Linked DNA regions of Hordeum vulgare: region 1 is linked to region 2. A link is a contact called in public Hi-C data. All regions are on one chromosome and are shown on one strand. Each heading gives the region's core, a stretch centred on a gene start, on an enhancer-like site or on the middle of the called end of the contact. The rest is flanking DNA. Distances are from core to core; before and after follow the strand shown.

Evidence for each region. A called contact is a pair of places that touch in the nucleus more often than the background predicts.
Region 1: a contact with region 2 is called in a Hi-C map of leaf, with 2.8 times the contacts expected there. The contact joins the promoter of LOC123427008 here to the promoter of LOC123427006 in region 2. A contact is called at or near these places in 2 of 6 Hi-C or Micro-C datasets (leaf and seedling).

Annotation. Positions count from the first base shown.
Region 1 is chr2H:527,649,415-527,653,326 of MorexV3_pseudomolecules_assembly, forward strand. LOC123427008 (pachytene checkpoint protein 2 homolog) reads left to right here and starts at 2,248. Exons shown (of 14, transcript XM_045110937.1): 1 at 2,248-2,516; 2 at 2,636-2,699; 3 at 3,522-3,628; 4 at 3,716-3,783. The coding sequence starts at 2,330.
Region 2 is chr2H:527,191,248-527,195,574 of MorexV3_pseudomolecules_assembly, forward strand. It overlaps LOC123427006 (beta-1,4-mannosyl-glycoprotein 4-beta-N-acetylglucosaminyltransferase-like), which reads right to left and starts at 1,875. Exons shown (of 2, transcript XM_045110935.1): 1 at 1,353-1,875; 2 at 1-211. The coding sequence starts at 1,418. It overlaps LOC123428599, which reads left to right and starts at 2,905. Exons shown (of 4, transcript XM_045112821.1): 1 at 2,905-2,910; 2 at 3,008-3,306. The coding sequence starts at 2,905.

The sequences.
Region 1 (3,912 bases), core at 998-3,497, 460 kb after region 2:
GTCATGAGCTCCAAAACAGCTTATGTGAAAACACTGCTTGAGGTAAATGCCAAGTCCTTTTTGTAGCAAATTGTTTTGGTCTTAAAATTAATTTTCATGCTTCCATTTTGCCTCAACTTTTCTGTTTGAGTCATGTATTGTGCCGGCAAGCCTTTGGACTTAACACCTCAACAACTGATCAGGTGAACCTCGACTGCAACAAAAAAGCACCCCCGTTAGCAATACATGTGAAGTAATGCTGTATTAACGAAACTTGGAGTATGGAGACCGAGCTTGACCAAGACAAAACTAAAAAAACTCATAAGAGGTAAAACTTGGCAACCAACTAAGGAAGAAAACCATTTGGCCGGTCAACGACAAAAAATAAATGAAGATGTGGCAGTCCCCCCGGTTCGATCTAGAGGATCATTAGATCGACTTGCGAGATAGCCGAGTTCGGGAAATTATTCAAACTAAACAAAATTGAACAAATGTTATATTAACGAGCCCATGACTTGGGGCAAACCATCTTTATTCAAATAAAAAGTGTCCGATCTAACTAAACTAAATACAGAATTTATGCTCCATGCATTGTTGAAATGGTCCGAGCTCACGATAGGGCGAGCTCTCCCCATCCTTAGCGTTCCGGGTGTTGCAGAGCTAACACGTGCTTGCACACACGACGGTCATGGGATAACTCATCTGCATGTCAACGTGGCGGTCGCTCGCGAGTGCATCGTCCCAACCTGATTCGCTCATTGACTTGTCAATAGTTGACTTTTGAAAAAATATCATAAATTTAGAAAAAGTTCATAAATTTGAAAGAGTGCACGAGTTAAAAAAAGTTAATGAATAAGAAGTCGTCGATTTTTTTAAAAAGTTCACGAATTTGGAAAAATAATCACGGGGTTTGCAGAAAGTTCATCATTTTTAAAAAAAATCACGATTTCGAACAAAGTCACAAATTGGAAAAAAGTTCATGAATTTAAAAAAATCACAAATTTAAAAAGAACTTTGCTATTTCTGAAATAAAAACTTGTGAATTCGAAATTCATGAAATTTTAAAAAGTTCACATGTTTTGAATAGAGTTTGCGCATTTAGAAAAATAAAAGAAAAAAAACCCAATAAAAACTGTTCATAAACCAAACTAGATAAAACCGGCCGAAAGCATTTAAAAGCTTCACACAACCGTCTTGAAGTTTCCAAAGAACGGTTGGTGTAAAGAATCGTTCATAAACAGAAAACGACAACATTATGTGGGCCGACCCATTAACTCTATTGCGCCAATTGCAAATAGCGCTATAAGTGTCTCATCGAGCAGGCGTGAGGGTTTCTCGTGCCACTGTCGCTGCTTCCATTTGAGAAATCATGGCGTTGAGAGATAAGGGGACCTTGCATCTTCAAGACCTTTATGTTCTTTGTCAATGTCTGATAATCATCATAGTTTTATGAGAATAAATTTTGTCTCCTTTTTTTGGTGGTGTCATGAAATTAGAGAGTTTTTTGTCCTCGCAGATCCGATTATTCGGATCTGATGAGTTTATATTGTTGTGTTAAGCATTTTTGTTTGTTTGATTCTTTATGAAGGTGAAATCTTTCATCGGTAGCATGATGAAGATATAATGATTTGATGACATGCATTTCTGAGGGATCATCTTCGACCCAAATACGTTCATCGATCAAGGCTTCCTATCTTTTTGGACGGGCCACTCAAGATGCTTTCAAAAACCATTATTCGTAATGTTCGTGCGGGTGAAAGAGTGACGACATCGTTGCTCCAGTCCAATTACAACCTTTTTATTGAAGTCTTTGGAGTATTTCTTCGAGCAGAGATTGACACCGCGAAGAAGGTGTTTTTAAGAGATTTCATTGTAATTCAAAGTCATATGAGTTAGTTTATCATTTTGGATCTTAGGTCCAAATCAGTGTACTTGTAATTGCTATGAGTATGAATAAAGTTACACACACACACACACACACACATATATATATATATATATATATATATATATATATATATATATATATATATATATATATATTGCAGCGGGCGCCGAATAGGGGTTTAGCTATATTTACCGCAGAGAGCGTTAAGTAGCAAAGATCACAGACGCACGCTGGGTCGAAAATGGGTTTCCTATTGAGCCCATCCAGGTCTCTAGGCCCACCTAGAGCTTACAGAGAGAGCCCATCTCCTGACCCTAAAGTACCTCAAGCGCGGGAAACCCAAATCCTCCCTCCTCCTTCCCCCAAATCCCCCATTCCTCCACGGCTCCGCCTCCCCTCCCCTCTCCAAACCCAAAACCCTAGGACCTTTTCCATTCCGCTGCCTCGCGGAGCCTGGCCACCATGAGCGCCCCCATGGAGATCTCCTTCGACCCCCACCCTTCTCATCCCGCCCTGCCCGCCTTCCCCTCCAGCCCACCCCTGGAGCCTGCAGCCGCCGCCACCCCTCCCGCGGCCCCGTCCTCGTCGCAGCCGACGGCGGAGGCCGTAGCTGCGCCCACCCCGCCAGACGACAAGGTCCTCGTGTCAGGTAGGCGCCGCGACGCGCACGCGTTTCCGGCCTCTTCCTAGCGCCGCATGACTAAACCGTGCTCTGCGAATGCCCGATTTGGTTTCGCCGGGGTTGATTTTTTCCTTTTGTGCTTGCAGTTGAGGTGCTGCTGCACGCCTCGAGTACGGCTCGCGCCGAGGACGTCCGAGCAGCGGTGGAGAGGTAGGTGCTGTTCGGATTGAACTTTGTTTCGGGCTTATTTTACTGTTATTTGGATGCTTGATGACACGTGGATGCACGAGCTGCTAAATGCGGGTTGGGTCAGATATAGTTTGGCACCGGAAAAATGGAAATGTGCCATGGTTCTAGGGAACTTGGTCAACAATCTTCCTGTGATTTAGCAGTGGAGTTTGCTGGGTATGTTTTAATAGGAATTAACAGGCATTTTTGTTCACTAGTCGCTCATGATGCAGCATATTCGAGATCGACGTGGCAACTAGTAAAGTTAGGAGTGCTAAATTGTTTGTAATAAGTAATTAGGCATTGCAGGGTGATTAGCATTTTAGAGAAAAACATCAGCTAGTGTTATAACAGATTAGCAACTAGGTGGGGATTTCTGCCGTGCAACATGGATATAAGCTGATCATTTCAAAACTTACTGCGTCCATCATTTGCTTGTATACAAAGGATGGAGAAAGCAGTAAATGAAGTTAAAAAATCGTATCATCTGTAGTGTTCTGTTCAGAAAAGATTACCGGAAACAGCTATAAGCCAATCATTTAAAAAAAATATCACGTTCAACTGTTCATCATTGCTTATTGATAGGCTGGATAACTCACCAAAGCAATGCCAGAAATCTTATCACGCTTCTTTCATATTAAAGTGGTAATCAGATCTGAGGCCATGGAATTGACATAGTTTCTTGTAGACAGCTTCTGGGTTTAAGCTCACAGCATACATATTGAATTTGCGCAGATATCTTCTTGTGCAGGACATTAATGTTTGTTATTGCTCATCAACATTTACAAGTTATTTTCTTATCAGGATGTTAGAATCTCGAAGTTTAAGCTATGTTGATGGTCCTGTCCAGATACCTCCTGACAATTCATTTCTTGTCGAACATGTTAAAAGGATCCAAATATGTGACACTGGTACGATGTTTCACTTAGGCTGGAAAGTGTGCTTTCTTGATCTCAGTTATCTATGTACCTCTTCCTGAATGCCTGCTTTTCATGTAGATGAGCTGATTGAGAACCACAAAATCCTGTTGTTTTGGCAAGTCAAACCTGACGTTCATGTGTTCCGGGTATGCATTTAAATGTTTTCTGCCTAAATCACTTCAATCTTTGCTGCTTAAATCTCCTCTAGTTCCTTTTAAAACACAGAAAGTCTTTGGGTATGTTTACATGCTATTGCCGGCTATCTTTCTTCTTTA
Region 2 (4,327 bases), core at 625-3,124:
CATTCTCATTGTAGTAGTGAGGGATTATCTTGAAGGGCTCGGGCGGAGATTCCCAGATTGGCCGGAGGAAGTATGTGACCTTCTGGCCATGCTTATATATTATTAACATTACCAGCGGCACACCAATGAAGAGAGCCAGAAGTGCCCTGATATCAAACCCCCGAAGCGCACACTTGAGCCTTGACATGGCCATAACTGCCTTTGAGGTGGGCTGCAAGTGAATGAATGAATTCATAAGTTAGATAAGAAGGCAAGAAAGCAAAGAATAGACACAAGTAAATTCATCATGAAGGAAATACACCAACTGCTCCAGGCAACTATTTAAAAATTCAGCCACATACATGTATACTCTGTAAAGTCCATCTATCCCTAAAGCAGGAACAAACACATGCCTACACGGCAATAACCGAAGCCTGCTTGCCAAAAGGATATAACATCCCAAAGCAATTGCCGAACATTCTCTTTTCACAACAAGTTATGCTACACCATAAAAGGTTGCATGAAAAGGTAAAACTAGTAAACTACTGCTGTACTAGTAACGAACCGATGAAGAACTGGTGCCAGAGCTACAAGCACAAATCCAAGAGGATAATGACAACATTCAGTCACAAATAATGAAGGGCGAGGTTGGCAGGATTATGCAAGACAGCAACAGCTGAACCTAGAGCGCTGGGAAATCAAAATGTGCAAGCCATAATCGTACGAAGCCAGCTTTGTCAGCAAGAACGCTAGCCACAGACATACCGGTACTGGTAACTAACCAAAAGCTGCCCCTTTTCCTAACCAAACAGGGGTCCAACGGTCCACCGCAAACCTGCAATTTTGCAGAGCAACGAAGGTTTCACAGCACATGTGCTCGCGAACGAAGCAAGAAGCAGAGAAGCCCCGTGCTCATCGCGAGAAATATCACTACTCCAAAAACCACGCAGCCCAAAAACACGCAGTTCCGACACGTCGACAGATTCTACCTCCGAAAAGGCGTGAAGAATCGGAACTCCGTAGCTCCACCTAACAAAGTAACAATATCCCCCCATCATCCGAAGCAAAAGCATGGAAGAGCACACGGCCTCCCTCCTCTGTTCCTCCCAATCCCAACCAAATTCCGACCGGCATCATCCCAGCAGAAAACCGGAGCTTGGAAAAAAAACAAATATAGCAGCAGCAGCAGCAGCACGCATCGACGACGGCACGAGGACCGAATCGAGGCGCGAGACGGCGAGCATGCTGCGCGGACCTAATGCTCCAGGCATCCCGATAAGGGAAGCACGCATCTCTGGGGCCAGGGAATCAACCCCCGGCGGCGAACATGGCAGATCTGGGCAGGGGAGGGGAGGGGAGGGGGAATGGCTTACCTCGCCGCAGACGCTGCTGCAGATGCCGTCGTCCTTCTTGTGGGTGTAGCGGCTGGCCTCGGGCATCTCGGCGGCGAGGAGGAGCCCGCCGCCAGAGCAGGCGAGGGGGCGGGGGGTAAGAAGCAATTCCCCTCCAAGGCGGCCGCGCGCGGGGCGGGGGCGGGGCCTCCTCCAATGGCGCGCGAGCCGACGGAGAGAGGCGCGGCGCGCGCGCTTCGGCGGCCGGAATCTCCCGGGCGATCGCCGGCGGGGAGGTGGCGCCGCTGCGCGCGGGGGTGGCTCCGGCTCCGGCTCCGCCCCGGTGGTTGGGTGGTGCGTGGCTCTGGGCCTCGGGGTCCCTTCCCGTTACGGGGGTCTCGGTCGGGCCGTGGTGTGCTGGTGTTGGGGATAATTTACTCGCGGTGCGCGACGGAGTGAAGTTAAACGTGGTGGTGGGGGGTGGAGGAGTCTGGGGGGTGCCGAGCCTCCTAATTATAGCCGTTTGGGTGGCGATTTTGTCCGCGCAGCCGGCAGCAGGCCTCGTGCGCCACGCACAATGTTCCTCTTCCTCTTCCTCTTGAGACTTGGGATGGGATGGGATGGGCATCCAACGAATATGCTTCCAAGCATCACTGTTTCTCCATACCTCACAAAAAGGAGACTATCACTACTATACTACTAGTGGTATATTAGTTTTGCCAAGGATTTCTTTTCTTGAAATATATTTATTGTTTCTTAACACAAGGCTTACTGAAAATACCAAAAAAAATTCTGTAACCATCCAAATCCAACCACAGATTCACGAAATCTATCTACCGTGATAATAATGTCTAAACGCGTGGCGTCTGGCGCGTATGGATGTATTCGCGGTTCCCGTTCCTTGTTTTGCTTCCGGTCAAGCAGTTTGTTGTACTACTGCTACGAAGGCTAGTTCATAAAGCCGGCCGGCTTTCTTGGTGGGGGAAAGCCATTTTCTTTTTATGCGTGGACGACGTGGTTGCTAAAAAGGATCCGGATATGATTGGCATCCATCCAGCTCATCGTAGTTCCCTCACCAAGGAAGGATAACGTAGAACCAGGGATCACCGGGAGGCATCCGGCCATGTTTCTGTTTTGGTTTGCTGCTACCGGCTTCAGAAAGAACTTTATGATGCACAAACAAACAGATTAAAGTGCAGGTCATCCATCTTCCTGGCGTGCGTCCGCGCCCACCGACCCGAACCGGGACGGACAATTCATCGGACGCACGGCTCGCATGCACGCACCGCATCGTGTTCCCGAGACGCAAGTGCGACCGTGCAGGGCAGGGCAGGGCAGGGCATCTTCTCTCTCTCTTCCCTGCGGACGTGACGTGTGGCATGCGATCCAGGCGATTCTTGGACGGGATTCCCGGGAAGCCGTGTATTTCCCCATCAGTTATTACGTTGAGACAACAAGCATGGCATGGCATCATCCGGAGGATGGTTACGCGTAGCCGCACGCTCGTTTACTGCTGACCCGGTGCTGATTTGGACGGCGCGCACAGTGCACCTCGATCTTTTTGTTGGATGCTCAACTGTTGTTTTCCCCGTACATGCAGGTTTGAAAAGTCTCCCACGCACAGTACGCATGGATTATCTTCTACTAGTGATGATAAACGAAGGGGAGATACACGAAAATGAAAAAAGAGGCAACAGATATTGAGTGGCAAAGCGAGAAGTGGCCGCTGTGTGCTCGAACGGCGTGCCCCTGCCTTGCTCGACAGCAGCATATTTTGTTTTCAGTTTTCAAAGGTCTCTCGCGGCCGGCTACGAGAAAGATGCTCCTCTCGTGCGGAAGCCACGCCCGCCCAAGAAGAAACGGGCCGATCCCGCCGGCCGGCCGGCCGTCCACGCTTCCGGCGACGGTTGCTTCGCTCTCGAGCCGGACGAAAAGCGCCGGACTTGACGAGGGACGTCCACAGCTGGACGGACAGCGCCCATGCCAAACGGTTACGGTAAAAAATAATCTTGGACTGCAAGAAAATACTGGCATGTCTTTGTTTGGTCTATTTGGCATTTGGGTGCCCCGTTTCTCGCCTTCGTGCCGAAGCAGCAGCTACCTTCCAGGGGTTCCCGAACAAGAACATCGTATTCGTTGTTTAATTTGCCTCCTCCAATGTTACATGCAAATGAGAGTGGCATCGAACAAAGCAGCTGCCGCAAGATGCAATGACGTGAACTGGCCCCACTGGATTTCGGTGTTTTTCTTTTTTGCTAATACGTGTCTCAATTATTCTCTTTGTATCTAAATACTTGTAGTTGAAGAAAAAATACTGTAGTCTATTCCTCTGTCACTATCTATATCTATACCTACCTAATAATAAAGCGGTTATTGCTTCCGTCGGAAAACCCACCACGATATTTTTATTAAAAAAAACCTTGTAATTTTTGTGATAGGTAGAATCCCTGCCCTAATATTTCTTAATAAAGAAAAGTTCTGTACCATCACCGATCGTTGCACGAGTTGACGCTCAATGGATTGACATGATGCATGCTGGCCAGGTGAAGGAGCCCGTCGTCAATAGATAGCCGGACGTGACGGGAGCTTGCACGCAATAACTCAAATATTGACGTTGACGCATGCATGCATGTAAGCAAATTGACGGGCGAGGGTTGCTGTCGTGTTCAGTACACTTGTCCACTAGCCGCGCTCATCTTCCCAGGCAGTCCTGAAATCTTAAAAAAAGATCATTGGTGCGACTCCACGCCATCAAGCTCGCCCGAGGAGAAACGAGATCTCCTCCGCTCCCTCGTCTGTGAGTCTCATCGAAATCGAGCTCCTGGAGAGGCAGGAGCTTGCCTCGCTACCTTGGTTGCGCTGGTTGCCGGTCGCCGGCCACCGCACTTGCGCAGTTACCTCGAGTGCCTCCAAGCGACACAGATCTAAGGTAGGAAGGGACTTTGCGTGGAAAGAGAGAGATGAAGACTTAGAGAGACGATGCATGGACAAAATCGCTGGAAAGAGAATAACGGCAG